Regions from separate parts of the Mus musculus genome. Here all the other regions are linked to region 1. Evidence: chromatin contacts called from public HiCAR-type and HiChIP or PLAC-seq data. All regions are on one chromosome and are shown on one strand. Each heading gives the region's core, a stretch centred on a gene start, on an enhancer-like site or on the middle of the called end of the contact. The rest is flanking DNA. Distances are from core to core; before and after follow the strand shown. Region 1 holds the start of Znhit3 (zinc finger, HIT type 3). Region 2 holds the start of Bcas3os2 (breast carcinoma amplified sequence 3 opposite strand 2). Region 3 overlaps Acaca (acetyl-Coenzyme A carboxylase alpha).

The links. HiCAR-type assays count read pairs that join an accessible place to other places. HiChIP or PLAC-seq counts read pairs in DNA pulled down with a chosen protein or histone mark.
Region 2: a contact with region 1 is called in an H3K4me3 HiChIP or PLAC-seq map of bone marrow-derived macrophages, with 7 times the contacts expected there. The contact joins the promoter of Bcas3os2 here to the promoter of Znhit3 in region 1. A contact is called at or near these places in 2 of 39 promoter capture datasets (the C10 cell line and embryonic stem cells) and 1 of 115 datasets of contacts at active chromatin or transcription factors (bone marrow-derived macrophages).
Region 3: a contact with region 1 is called in a HiCAR-type map of astrocytes, with 2.1 times the contacts expected there. The contact joins the enhancer-like site here to the promoter of Znhit3 in region 1. A contact is called at or near these places in 2 of 39 promoter capture datasets (HPC-7-derived erythroid cells and pre-B cells), 1 of 484 Hi-C or Micro-C datasets (short-term hematopoietic stem cells), 2 of 115 datasets of contacts at active chromatin or transcription factors (astrocytes and stem cell-derived neural progenitor cells) and 1 of 9 other capture datasets (macrophages).

Annotation. Positions count from the first base shown.
Region 1 is chr11:84,914,358-84,919,003 of GRCm38.p6, forward strand. It overlaps Znhit3 (zinc finger, HIT type 3), which reads right to left and starts at 2,009. Exons shown (of 5, transcript NM_001005223.3): 1 at 1,899-2,009; 2 at 1,742-1,773. The coding sequence starts at 1,984.
Region 2 is chr11:85,773,304-85,777,949 of GRCm38.p6, forward strand. It overlaps Bcas3os2 (breast carcinoma amplified sequence 3 opposite strand 2), which reads right to left and starts at 2,377. Exons shown (of 3, transcript NR_046194.1): 1 at 2,232-2,377. The region is part of intron 22 of Bcas3 (breast carcinoma amplified sequence 3); the gene reads left to right.
Region 3 is chr11:84,288,396-84,293,041 of GRCm38.p6, forward strand. Acaca (acetyl-Coenzyme A carboxylase alpha) reads left to right here. Exons shown (of 54, transcript NM_133360.2): 28 at 1,893-1,916; 29 at 4,496-4,639. Among named protein-coding and RNA genes, the nearest start is that of Acaca, 95 kb to the left of the region's middle. Within about 2 kb of position 2,511, at least 13 of the 459 cell types and tissues checked have an H3K27ac peak or open chromatin away from gene starts, as enhancers often do. A contact at or near this core is called in astrocytes, where this site is marked.

The sequences.
Region 1 (4,646 bases), core at 759-3,258:
ATCACGGCCAGTGTACTGAATGTGTACTGGGTAGAGACACACAGAGGGAGAGACAGGTCAAACCAAGCGATCAGTCAGAGAACCGTGAGTAATTCCGAGTCCAGCAGAAGGGGCGAGGAAGCCGACTGAGCTTGGACCTGGGCAAGGTGGTTGTGTGCCCCACCCTACCTTCACAGGACTTCCCCCAGGATTAATGGCAGTGACTTCTATAAACATAACACAATTCATCAACAGTTACTGTATGTGTGCACCCATGTGCCGCTAGGACATGAAGGTCATAACTCCCAGGTCAGAGGGGTTTAGTAGTCATGGAACACATGGATAAGGTAAGAAAAGTCTGCTCTAAGTCTACCTGAGGAAGCCCAGAGACTTAACGGAGCGAGCTTTCACAAGCAGAAAGCAAGCATTTCGGCAGGGATAGGTCTGAGCCTGGGGTGGGAGAAAACAGCAGAGACAGAGGGAGAATGTGCTACATGTATGCAGTGTTTACAGAGGCCAGAAGAGGGAGTCAGAGCCCCTGAAGGGGAGTCAGAGCCCCTGGGAATGGACCTACAAGTTGCCTATAGTAGGCAGGTGCTGAAAACCAAACTCAGAACCTCTGGGAAAGCAACAAGAAGCTCTTAACAGCCGAGCCATCGCTCCAGCTCCATTCTCAATAGGTCAGGAACTTATTTTAACCAGTTCTGGTGGCTCCTATAATCCTAGCATTTGAGGATGACAAAGCATGATCATGATAGATAGGCCAGCCTGAACTACATAAAAAAAAAAAAAAAAGAGCCAGTCTCAGCTGGGCCGTGGTGGCTTGTGCCTTTAATCCCAGCATTAGGAAACTAAGGCATGGGGATTGTGAGTCTGGGAGGAGTATAGAATATATAGTTCAGCCAGGCGTGGTGGTGTACGCCTTTAATCCCAGCACTCGCGAGGCAGAGGCAGGCAGATCTCTGAGTTCGAGGCCAGCCTGGTCTACAAAGTGAGTTCCAGGACAGCCAGGGCTACACAGAGAAACCCTGTCTCGAAAAACAAACAAAAACAAAAACAAAACAAAAAAAGGAATATATAGTGAATCTGAGATACTCTTTCTCAGCACAAAATAAAACAGCACTTGGGAGGCAAGAGGCAGGCAGATCGCTATGAATTTGAAGCCAGCCCGGTCTACAGAGCGAGTTCGAAGGCAGCCAGAAACCCTTTATTGAAAAGCAAACAAAGAAAGAAGGAAAATGAAAGAAGAAAAAGAACCAGCCGGGCGTGGTGGCTCACGCCTTTAATCCCAGCACTCGGGAGGCAGAGGCAGGCGGATTTCTGAGTTCGAGGCCAGCCTGGTCTACAGAGTGAGTCCCAGGACAGCCAGAGCTACATAGAGAAACCCTGCCTCGGAAAAAAAAAAAAAGAGGAGGAGGAGGAGAACCTGTCTCAAAATACCACACACAGAAAAAGAAAATTTCTCCTATTGTAAATAATAAACAACCATATTTTAAAGACAACCATTGCTGGCTAATTGACCTCAGCCAAGGCAGTTTCTGCGATAGTGAGGGGCTACACTAGAATGTCAAGATGAATAAATAGCTAAGACTTTTCCCAAGAAAGCAGCTGACTTGCTTTGGATTATTTGAGACAGGGTCTCAGTCTGTAGTCAGGCTGGCTTTGAACTGGCGGGAATCCTCCCGCTTCGGGTTCCTGGGGGCATGGGGCCTGTACGGTACAAAGAAGGAGCAAGGGCTGCGACGGTGTCCCGGGGTCTTACCTTTGTGCTTCTGAAAACAGGGGACCGAACAGCTGTAATGAGACAGACAGGCTCAGGTCAGCACGATCAGCACGAGCGGCCGCAGCACGTACCCCTTGCCCGCAGCCGCCGCCCGCAGCCCGGCCTCCCTCCGAACCCACTACCCGCTCTGGCTCACTAGGGCACGCGGCAAGTCGGGCAACGGTATTTCGGCTTCTCCAAACAGACCACACAGACCGCAGTCCTACAATTCAGCGACGCCATGACTTCCCAGAAGACACCCGCGCTCACTCTTTTACCTAAACAAGGGCCAATCACAGCGCTCCGCACTCATTGGCAGTCAGAAGCAATGGATTGATCCTGTTCTCTATTCTAGGCCTCACCTGTAGAGTGTCGATACAGTAGATGTGCATTTAGAGCTGCTGCGTCAAGGATTTTTTTCCTCTGATTAGATCAGGCCACGGAACTCAGGATTTTTCTGCCTCTGCATCCCTGACACTGACATCACAAGTGTGCACCACCATGCCTAATCAAAGACATTAAAAAAAAAAAAAAACTGTATACGTGTGCGCCTGTGCCGGGGTAAATGATGTCCCTGCCCCAAGAGAGACCAGAAAAAGATATCAGATCCAATGGAGCTAGAGATAGGCGGGTTTGAACTTCCTACTGTGAATGTTAAGACTCAAACTCTGTAACAGCATCTAGCGGTCCTTACTGCTAAGCCACTTCTCCCAGCCCAAAAGACATTTGAGGCTGAGCTGCTGACAAATGCTTGTTGAACCCCGACTGTGAGTTCTACAATGTCCAGACACTGGGGATGATTGGAAGACGGTCTCTTCCCTAGGAGCACAAGGCTTGAAGTGAAAACAGAATGGGGAAAGGACTAAGGAAGAGACTGGAATTTTAGTGTCAAGCCGTGCATTTGCACGACTCTGAAAATGAGCCTGTAGGTTTTCTTGTGCTTCATGCCACTACAAGCCATGGTGGAGTTGACTGACTGCAGAGCAGATCAGTGGCTAGGCTAAAGGAATCCAGGCTAATGAGTCAGAATAGATGGGCTATGACTAACCTTGAAGGCTACTATAGACTTTAGTTATAGACAAAATCGTGGAGTCAGTTGTGTTAAGGTCTGAGACCCTGTTGCAGGGTGTGTCACCAGGCCCTACTTGGAATCCTGTTTTCTTTAAGAAACTTGCTCCTCTCTGAAGCTCTGAATTTGGTCTAACCTAAACTCCAGCTTCCAGGACCTTAAATCATGTTCCTCTCCCAAATGCCTCCTCCTCATCTATGTGGCCCATTCAGGCTCTAGGGTCCTTTGTTGATTTGTTTGTTTGTTTTTGTTTTTGTTTTTGTTTTTAAGACAGGGTTTCTTTGTGTAACCCTGGCTGTCCTGGAACTCATGCTGTATACCAGGCTGAGCTTGAACTCACAGAGCCGGCCTGCCTCTGTTTCCACCAGCCCTGCTCTAGGGTCCCTGTTAATAAGTGTGCGCATGAGCATCTGTGCCTGCTGAGATGGAGCTGCTGCAAACTAGGCAGTGCCTGGAGCCCTGACTCCCACTCTTTGAGTGTCTTAGAGGGCTTGGTTGCTACCTGAGCCCTTTTATCAATTAAAGTGGATGTCCAGACCTAAATTCTTGAGCTATTGAAAGACAAATGGAAATCATACATATATATTTTTTAACCTGTAGCTGGCAAAAGGGTTATTTCCATGATACTCGGAAGGAGTCTAATCTCCTGGATCTCTGCTACTGACAATTTGGTCTGACTCGGTAGAAAGGATGGGAAATGAGTAAGAGTCCTTCTTTAGTATCATGGGACCGCTGGAAGGCTCTCCAGGCCCAAAACACTGTCCTTCCGCTAAATCAGAAGGCCCCTTTGGCTCTCTCTTTGCTCCCGTCAGCCCGTCAAGAGCTTGCTTAGAATCCAATACAAATTCACACTGACCCAATAACCCTTTTCGTTCCTAGTCTTCAACAGAGATGTGACCTTTGGTTTCCAGAAGGTCCAAATTAAAATGGGACAACCAGAGAAGGCCAACAACTCATCCATGATCACATTTGAATCTGTGTCCTGTGTGGCAAGGGTATAAACTGTCACAGACCACCCGGATTTGTATTGTGTGTTTGTATGTAATGGCTGAAACCGAGAATCTCTCCTACACACACTTCCTGTGGTGGAGATGCTGCTCCCTCTATTCTGGAGGTCCCTAGCTTCAGGGATCACTGTCAGACTTTCTTCAATGTCCAGGACAGGAAAGGAAGTGTGAGGGGGACCAGGTGGGGGAATACCGAGGACACTGTGAATCCAGACTCGTTATCCAGTTGACCACACTTGAGGTTCCAATGGGAGCATCCTGGCTTTCTATGAACTCCAGTTAAACCCATCTTAGATGCCGCGTACTCCTCCGCAAGAGCCTGAAGAGCAGTGAAAATCCTTGGAAAGAAGCGAGACAGCAAAGAAAGGTTTCAGAACTCAGGTACCTAGCTACTGGCAGTCAGGCGCCTGTGAGCCTCCAGAGACTCTCGCAGTGTTGCATGCCAGCAACAGGCACCGCCAGAGGGCGCTGCAGGCCGCCGTTGGATCGGTGTAGCGACTACTCTTAGAGCCCAGCACACACCCCACTTTATGCTGTAGATTAAGCTGCTGGCAGCTTAGAAAAAAAAGCTAGAGTAGTAACTAAACCGTGAAGCGATGAAAAGAGAGTCTCCTGGGAAAAAGCAGGACAGTCGCCAACCTCGGGCTCTAAATGCTAAAGGCTCTCCAGGGCCAGCTCTCAGTGCCTCTTAGCTAGGAGCTCATGTAAACTCCAGGATAGTGGCAGTCCACCTGGAAGCTGACCACCTATGTTAGCCTAATGAGAATCTAGCTGTGCTCTGGGAACTTTGGGGTTACTAGCCTAGAGCAGAGTTTCTCAACCTGTGGAC
Region 2 (4,646 bases), core at 1,127-3,626, 860 kb after region 1:
ATGCTTGAGCCAAGCCTCTGGCCACTCTTTGCAGGGGAAATCTGCCCTTACCACCTCTCTTGCCAGAAGCCTCTGCGGGGGAACACCCAGGTGGTCTCTCCTCGAGCCTTTGTGGGTGTGAGAAATCTGTTTGAACAGATCCTGCCTAGGAGCCCACTTCTAGCACAGTGTGGCTAAGGTCTATTCAGCTCTCAAGTAAGGTGACCCTTATACGAGGAAGGAACTTCCTGCTCAAACCACATGTTTCTCCTTCTCCTCCTCCTGGGAATTCCTGCTTGCCATGTTTGTGAGGGACACAGAGGTCATTGGCAGCTTCTGTGGCAACTGAAGGAGTCGGGGCAGAGGCCTTTGTGTTCACGATGGTTTCCACTTGAATTTTTTTCTTTTTCTTTTTTTTTTTTTTTTAGAAAGAGAGATAGAGCCTAACACTATATACCAAGTGCCCTGTAACTCACTGTGTAGTCTAAGTGTGCCTCAAACTATGGCAATCCTCCTGCCTCAGCTTTCTAGCTACTAGGATTAAATCCAACTGTAATCTTAACAGAACTGATACCATCTGTCACTGGAATGAACTGTCCATGACCTCAAGCCAGGCCAAGGACAAAATGGAGACATTTGTAAGGGAGATGGGTCCTGCCCCTCATCACCACCAGACACACCTCCTCTCGCCACCCTCTTTCCCACACCCAGCACTTGCCATCCTGTGGATTTCACACAGTGTTCTCAGCTCTCATTGTCTTTCTGAGCCCAGGAGCCCAGGCTTTGACCACTCTGCTAGCTCTAAAGTTTTAGCATGTTCCTGACCCTTTCAGGTCCTTTATTTTCTGTTGGGGTGATGAGCCTGCATGCATGTGTTCGTCAGATCATCCACTCGTGCACATTTCTTCAGCATACAGTGTATGGAATCCCCAACAGAAGCCTCAGACTCAGGAGGGTAATTAGACATAATCTCCAGATGTCCGAGGTCTAACAGGGAAGACAGATGTGTAAACAGAGGCTCAGGGTACAATAGGGACATCAATAGAGGGCTTCCCTGCACGTGCCAACTGTTTCCTGGGAAAGCCCTTGGTAGAAAGAGGATGTGGGGATCAATATTTTATCCTTTAGACTTCAAAGAAAATCACGTAGGGGATAGTACTGAGCTAGACAGCATGGGTCAAGTTACAGAACTTTTATGAACCCTCAGTTTCTGTACCTGTAAAATGGGATGATATAAGCCTTGAATAGTTAAAATGTAAGGGCAACAACAAATTCAGTCATTAAGCCTTACACATGACAGGGCAAAAGAACCACCAAAAAATACTCTTTTACAGGTATGTATGCTAAAAAAAGTCAACAAATAAATGTGACAGCGACAACTAATTACAACAGCAGTTAGAGTTAATTAGTGCAAGCAGATGTGTGACCCATTCATAGCCTGTGGCTCCCAGGCCCTGAGGCTGGGGCCTTTTCTGCACAGTCTTCCTAAACAGTGTCAGTCTGTAGGCATAGAGAGCCCAGAGGCTCCAGCATCCAGCCCAGAGGCTCAGTCATTACCCTGGGGTACTCAGAACAAGCCAGAGGGTGCCTCTTCCTTCAGCCTTGCATCATTTTCTGATCTTCCCTTTTCTCACCCACGTGACACAGGCAAACTGCCCTTTAGGGAGCCGACTCTGTGGCTATGGTTCCCTTAAAGCCCTGCGGTCTTACGTCTGTGATAGAAAATCAAAGCAAGTGTTTCTTTCCAGGGTATGGCGGGAACGGTCCTCTCTGGCCTAACATGCAGAGTCCTGCTCTTCTAGCTGGCTCACACCTGCCTTTTGCCAGGACACTGATACTCTCAGAGCAAGCCTTCCTCCCTGTATCACCCCCAAAATGCTGGGGATTAACCGAAAGCTTTAGCACTTCAGGTTTTAAGAATCTCACAATGACCCTACAGTAACCGTAACCCTGATTTCTTCTGGAAAGTTCTGGACTCAGAAGCAGCAGTGTTCATCTCCGGGCACTTGGATCTACTGGACAGCAGCTATCCTTCGTCCTGCACCTTCTCCTCTGGACATTGACTGGCTTCTCAGAAAAATATCATTCTGGCCAGGAGCTTTAATTCCCTTTCATGAAGCCTGGCAGCAAGCAGGAAGACTGCAGCTTTGGGTTATACTCTCTTCTCCAAAGTCCATAAACTGCCAAGCCCCGCCCCTACCTCTGGGCTGGATCGAGAGTGGCCACCTCACCTGGCAGCCATGTCTACCTACCTTCTGGGTTGCTAGGTATCCAGACCTATGGCAGCCTCCACCTCAAGAAGCTGGGCTGCCTGGCTTGTTGGCCTTCTTCCATGCCTGGAGCTCCAGGGGCCCTGCCCCAGCGGTGCAGCTGTGGATCAGGGCCCTGCTCAACTCCCAGCTCCCCGGTTTGCAAAGCAAACTTCAGCCTTTTACTATTTACCTTGGCAAGTCCAGGGCCGGATTGATGATCTGTAAAGTGGATTTGTTATTTGGCTGTTTGCTTTGGCAGCTCTTGAAAGCGCTTCACTGATTACAGCCCCAGATGTCATTGCGTACATTACCCTGCTCTATAACGGGCTCTGAACACTTTAATTTAAACTACAAATACTATTAAGCTTTTTGCACCTCTTCTGCCTTTAGTTTCCGTGTGTTAAATATCAGGACAGACAGCCTGCGTGCTCTCAAGCTTCCTCCTCATTGGGCTTGTCAGCCTTCTCCCTCCGAGCACTTCAGGTTCTCCTAATTTCCATGCTCTTCCCAGAAGTTTTCCCCCTATCTCCATCCCCAGCCCAGCCATCCTGGTATCAGCCATGGTAATTTTTACCTAACAGGCAGTCTTAGTCTAATGAGGAAAATACACATCACCCTACCCTATGCACTTAGTATTTTGTGCTGTCAGGTCCATTTGCAAGGGTCTTCTGCACCCGCTGTTTAGTTTAGCATCCCTGACCGTTCTTTGCAAGCAGGAATACACCACATCATGTTGCCCAACAAAAAAAGGCCTCAGCAGATGGAAGACAGCCACACTCAAAGCTGGCTCTGTTGCCCTTCTTATGCTTTATTTAAACCCCTCACCTGAGTGGGAGGAGGAGGAGGGAGCCGTGGTCAGGTCTTTAAGTGAGGCCATTACTGGTTCATATATCTTGGGGGTTATTGGTAAAGAGTGTCGATGTCCTGGCTGATGGTGGGACAGATGACTCAGTGTTCCCCAAGGTAATTGCCTCTTCCTGTTGTAAATAAACCATTAGCCAGGGTCCTCACCTCAGGAAGCAATTTAAGGCCCAAGGGAGGTGGCCAGAGAAGTCAGCTTTCAGCCTCCAGGATGGGAGGCTCACCTCTGCCCATGGAATGCCACTGCCCCAGGACTTCCCCCTAGCCATCTCTCTGCCAATTCTTGACAGACTCCCCACTGGCCTTTGATTCCACAGGCTCTGTGTGAACTGCTTCCTCTCTGAAGAAGACTACCATTACTTCTAGGGTGAAGACAGCTGAGATCTGGGGGGAGGTGCCGTCTTTCTTTTCGTTTTCTTCTTTTTTGCTCGTTCCTTAAAAGTTCTTGATGATCCAATCTCTCCCTGCCCCCTTTGGTTTTAAAATGTCCACAGTGTTTATGATAAGCGTGTTACATATGCCACACATTTCTAAAGACAGAGAGAGAGAGAGAGAGAGAGAGAGAGAGAGAGAGAGAGAGAGAGAGAGAGAGAGAGAGAGATTGGGATTAAAGTTCACAGCTGTCAGAATGCCCATGGGGAACTGGAGATGATGTAATGTACCGGCTTCAGTCCTTAGCTGGTTCAGAACTAAGACTGAGTCAGCCAGGTCTGGCTCCGGGCGGCCTCTCCCCTCCTGCACTCAAACTCTGCTTATATGTTTGGTCTGAGTTTTTGACCTGGGAACCACAGTGTCTTCCCCATGTCTTAGCCCCTCAAAGCTAGGCCGAGAGTCACCCTTGATGTGGTACCACAACGACCAGCCCTGGATCCCGCTTATTACAGGGGCCTCCAGTAAGTGGATGTTGGATGAATACCCATCAATCCACTTGAGTGGTTCTGATGTTAAAAGGACTCTGTGTTTCCTAGGACAGTCTCTGTCAGGGGCATGCTGGGGAGGGGACATGAGCACTTTCAACTTTGAAGTATTTCAGATGAGCAAGTTAATTCACTTTGTGAGTTTACTTTAGGAATAAAAGTTAGTGCAGCATTTTTGGCCAAGGCTCTCGTTCCTTTAAACCTTGACTGTAATAAGCAAATTGGGCAGATTAAGGACATACTTAACTGCCAAATGGTGTTCTGAACTGTGTAAAGTTACCCAGCGCTTTATTTTGTTCTTTTTTCTTATAGAAAAGATCATGTGGGTTCTCTCTGCCTTTTTTTTTTTTTTAGCTCTTCCTGTTTTATTGTGTTTGAAGTATCTTGTGGTGACCTGTTGGGATCGGAGTCTTCCATATGGAAGTGTTTCTTTAACTTTTTAATCATTTCTTTGGGGAAGGAGAAGGTTAGGGGTAGCAGATGTTTCTCTAGCATTGTTGGCTGAGTGGAGGTAGGGCTCGCTGAGCTGAGTTGGACTCCACCCAGGCTAAAGGCGAAGGCTCTTCCCAGAGTAGGAGGCTACCATCACCATAGCCCTGGCAAAGGGGGCCTAGAGGGGGGCGGGCATGGCACCAGC
Region 3 (4,646 bases), core at 1,261-3,760, 630 kb before region 1:
TCTGAAAATTCAGCCTTCGTCCTGTGAAGATGCCCTAAGAGGCTAGGGTAGCTATAGAAGTAATGAGTCTATTTTATTAAGAAGTTGGTTAACAGTTGATATTGTGCTGGTTTCTAAACTCTGCAAATCTAGATGAGTGGAGCCAGAGATTGCTTCAGCTGTAGGTTTCCTCTCTGAACTGAGGTTCCTGGTAAGAGACTACAGATTCTTTAGGATCTTTTATATCACAAGTGTAAGGCACTCTGTATTCTTTTAACCATCTTCAGTAAGTTTTCTGTTCCACTAGAGTCATCTCTGCTGTAAATCTGCATATTTTTTATATTCTTGAGTGCCAAAAGCATTATAATTAAGAATTTCTCATGAATAAATCCCATTTTCCTCTACATGAGAGCTCAAGGTATCCAGACAGTAAAGGTTCAGGGTTTGTACTCTAAGTAGCTTTTGTTGTCTTAGGAGTTCACTCTGGAACAGGTTTGATGCAAAGAGCATTGCTGATCACAAATCACATGAGGTATACAGTTTGTGTCCAGTGATATGCCACAACCTTTTATTTATGTGGCCAGTTGAGTCTCTCCTGTTCCTTTCACTGCATCGTTTTCCTTTCCTGATCCTCATTCCCACACATCTTCAGTACCTCCCAGCGTGTCCTGCCCATTAAGTCTTCTGTGTGCCAGAAAACCCTAATAATGATTCAGTGCTGATGAAAGAATGTAAGAAGGTTAAAATACCAACCAATCAACACCCTTATAGTACCCCTAAATTATAGGTGATATTCCTTTGCCATTTTAACATTGAAGTAAGAGTTTTTGTCCGATTCATTTTCTGTTTGGAAATGTCTGACATCAAAATTCTGAGAAATAGTTATAAATACCAAAGAGAATAAAAGAGTCTTGCCTTATTTCCTCTTTGTGTATTTCAATCTATCTTTCTTTATTTTTTGTTTTTCTTTTTCTGTTTTCTTTTTTTCAATGGTTTTTCAAGACAGGATTTCTCTGTGTAGCCTTAGCTGTCTTTGAACTCTGAAGACCAGGCTGGCTTCAAACTCAGAGATGGACCTCCCTTTGCTTCCTGAGTGCATACACCTCCACCACTGGGCTCAATCTTTCTTTCATGAGTTTGACACCTTCTTTATGAGGAAATTCTAAAACTAGTCAAAGTTAGGTACCATTTTATTAGTGAAAGGCCTAGAGTTTTCAAGCTAATAATAATTAAAACATTATCTTACACCATTTAATTAAAGAATATCAACTGTAACAAGGTTATACCAAACTACTAGTATAATGTAGATTCCTTAGGATTTTCAGGGCCCTTAAGCTCTTGTGCCCTAGGATATGTGCTGCCTTTCAGAGAGGAAAAGTGGGGCTAAATTTCAGGGTACCTGTATCACTGGATTCATTTCCTTATTTTTATTACATATTCCAGAAAAACAATAAGGCAGGAGGAGCTATGGAACCAACTTCTGATTTGTAATAGGAGCAAGGAATACTGTAGACATTTTGTGTCAGGGGTCATATTTCATGTTTCAGATTAAAGATAATGTGCCATATACTAAAGCTTGACTTTTTAACCAGTCTGTGTTTTACCCCTACTCCACATTATTATTATTATTATTATTATTATTATTATTATTTTGTAATGAGACTTACGTTTAAAAAATCCCTGGTGATACATCTGGACCCTTTCCTCAACAGCCGCTGTGGTGAGGTAGGTCAGGAAGAAGCCTCTTTGGAGGTACCCTGGGGGTTGAAGGGTAATGAGCACTTAATTATGTCTGCTGGTGCCAGAGCTGCAAAACTGGAGCTCCTGGTGACTGGTCTGTATCTACTCTGACAATTCTTTTATTATGGCTTTCACTAACCTATCAGTAACTAACTGTGGTTGTTTAATTACAGAGGGAACATCCCCACGCTAAACAGGTACCGTATATTTAGTTTCTTTTCCAATTAAAAGCACATCCTCTCCCCTCCCCCCCCAAAAAAAAACAACTTAGCATAGTGAAACATGGAAAAATATCATACTACAGTCAACGAGGAAATCCTCAGCTTCCCCTTGGACATACTGACTTACCCTTTCTGTTCAGAAAACATGTCTTCAGCTGTTCCAAAAGTACGTGAAAAGTGTCAGTATGGCAGAGACCCCATTGAGCTCTGCGTGAGAGGGAGTGTGTTGACAGGCTATGTTCAGCGTTGCTGGCAACATCTTTCCGAGTTCTCATTACATTTGGGGCTTTCAGAGGAGAAACCCTTAAGATTATTCTTAGCCTGGCAAAACATTCACAGTATTAGTTGCTCTAATTTGCTTCTCCTTTTAGAGGAGTAAATTCCAGAAATAGCTGATCTCATGTTTCATCATTTTGTTAACTGTTTTAAATTTAAAAGTGTTAAAGTGTTCCCATGATTTAAAAGTCATTTTATTTTATACCTGTAAGATTAGTGTTGGAAAGGTGTATTAAGTTTTGTTACTTTGAGCTGTGTGAAGAAGTTCCCAAGCCAATACAGTGCGAGGGGCATTTCAGTGTGTGTTTTGCGTTTCTTCTGCTTCCTCAGCCAAGCAAGGTCACATGCAAGTTTGAGAGGACAGCAGTTTTGATTGGACAGAATCCAGAAAGTGTTAGGGCAGTGACAAGTTGGTGGCAAACTCTCTGTAGAAGTGACAATATTTATAGGCTTACATATTTTCTCTCCTTTTAAAATACTAGTAACTAAAACAAATTATAGCCGTATAGCTCTATTAAAATGTGGAGAGAAGGGGGGGAGAGAAAGAAGGAGAGAGAGAGGTGGGGGGAGGGAAGAGGAAGAGGAAGAGGAAGAGGAAAAGTATTTCTGCGCCCGCCTTGGTCTTCCCTCAGAGGGATGCTTGGTTCAGATCTGCCAACCTTAACTGTTCTGGCCCATGAGCATAGAGATAGAGGGGAAACTGAATCTTGTATATATTTCCCATGGGGTTCTGTCAAGTGAAAAATATATTTAACCCCGTGTTTGCCACAATCATATTCTGTTAGCTTATTTAGAAGGAGTTCCTTCAAATATTATCTGGAACCCATTGCCTCTTTCCTGTCTAATAATAGGCAGATGGAAAAGGTGCCTCACAAACTTGCTCATTGCATAAATATACTTGGTGATCCTAGAAGTCAGGATAATAGCATTTCTGAGTTAACACAGCTCAGAATCCCTGTTTCTAGTGAGCACCATGTGTAAGACTTGCTTGAAATGTGCTTCATTTGTTTCATCCATGGTATCAATGGTTTCCTCTCTCATTCTGCCTCCTGTTTTCCAATACTATTAAATGATGAACTTCCTGTCCTATTGTCCTCATTACCAAGAGTAAAACCCTGGAGTGTCAGTCTCTTTAGTCTGTGTGAGCAGTATCCTCACCTTGCAAAGCATCCTTGTATAAACAGGACTTGCAGTGAGCCTCAGATCTCAAGCTCACGTTGCTCTCTTCCTCCTGCAACATTGCAGGTGGTGTTCTTCAGCGAGAGTTTTGAATAGTTTTCCAAAGAGCAGGTCTCATCATCTCACTCTGAATTTGCTTCAGGTCAATATGCCAGTAATGTGTCAGACAAATCCTGGAGGCATCCTTTAGCTTGGTCCTTCCTAGCAGGCTCTCCTGATTGGTCCTTCAGAAATACCTTGTGATATTATTTATGAGTACATTCTGCTGAGATGCATCAAAGAATATTCATATTCATTATGGAGTTAGATTGAACAAATCAATTCAGTTCTCTTGAAGCATCTCCATTTAGCAACTGATTGTCATGCTTACACATACTTTGAGACGAATGCTCTACCTTTATATCTTGCTAGAAGTTAATAAGGCTTTTGGTGGTAGTTCAAATGTGCTTAAGTATAAAAAGGAATTTTTGCAATGTGGATTTAAACTCTTTTAAAAAGGGAGAACTATAATCAATAAATATCTGTCACTCAACCAACCAAAGGAAAAGGTAAATATCTCAATAAAGTTCCTTTTGAGGACTTTTGTTCCATAAATGATAATTTGCTATCATTATTTACTAAACCACTTCATTCTTCTTTATTAGAATTATTCTTTGATATTAATAAAACTGTATCTAGGGATGTTTAATCTATTCCTTCGGGGGGAAAACGTCTTAAATATTAAATAATTGCAACTCACTTGGCTTCCTTACTGTTTTGAAAGGAAGAAAGGAGACGGGGAAGATGCAGGATGGTATTTAACCCCTATGTACTGCTCATCCATCCAATATGTCATTATTATGTGGGTTAAAGACTACCACACGATTCCTTGTGGTCTCTAGATTTCTATCTGTTCAAATTTTGGAGTGATGAAGCAATAGTGTTGGGAAACTCCAGTGAAACATGAATCTCACCACAGTTTTATCTGTAGTGGGTTAAAAAAACCATATCTGCTCTGCAACCTGACCCCACATGACCGTTTTCTCCACACTCCCTTCCTCCTTTGTTAATCTCCCAGTCCTAGATCCTTTTCTAATGCTCTTGATTGAATTACTGTTTAGAATGTCCTTTGCCTCCAACCTCAACCACTATGGCATGACTCATGTAGCTAGTGTCAGCGATGTTCTGTTGGACAACGCCTTCACGCCACCTTGTCAGCGGATGGGCGGAATGGTCTCTTTCCGGACCTTTGAAGATTTTGTCAGGTAAGGC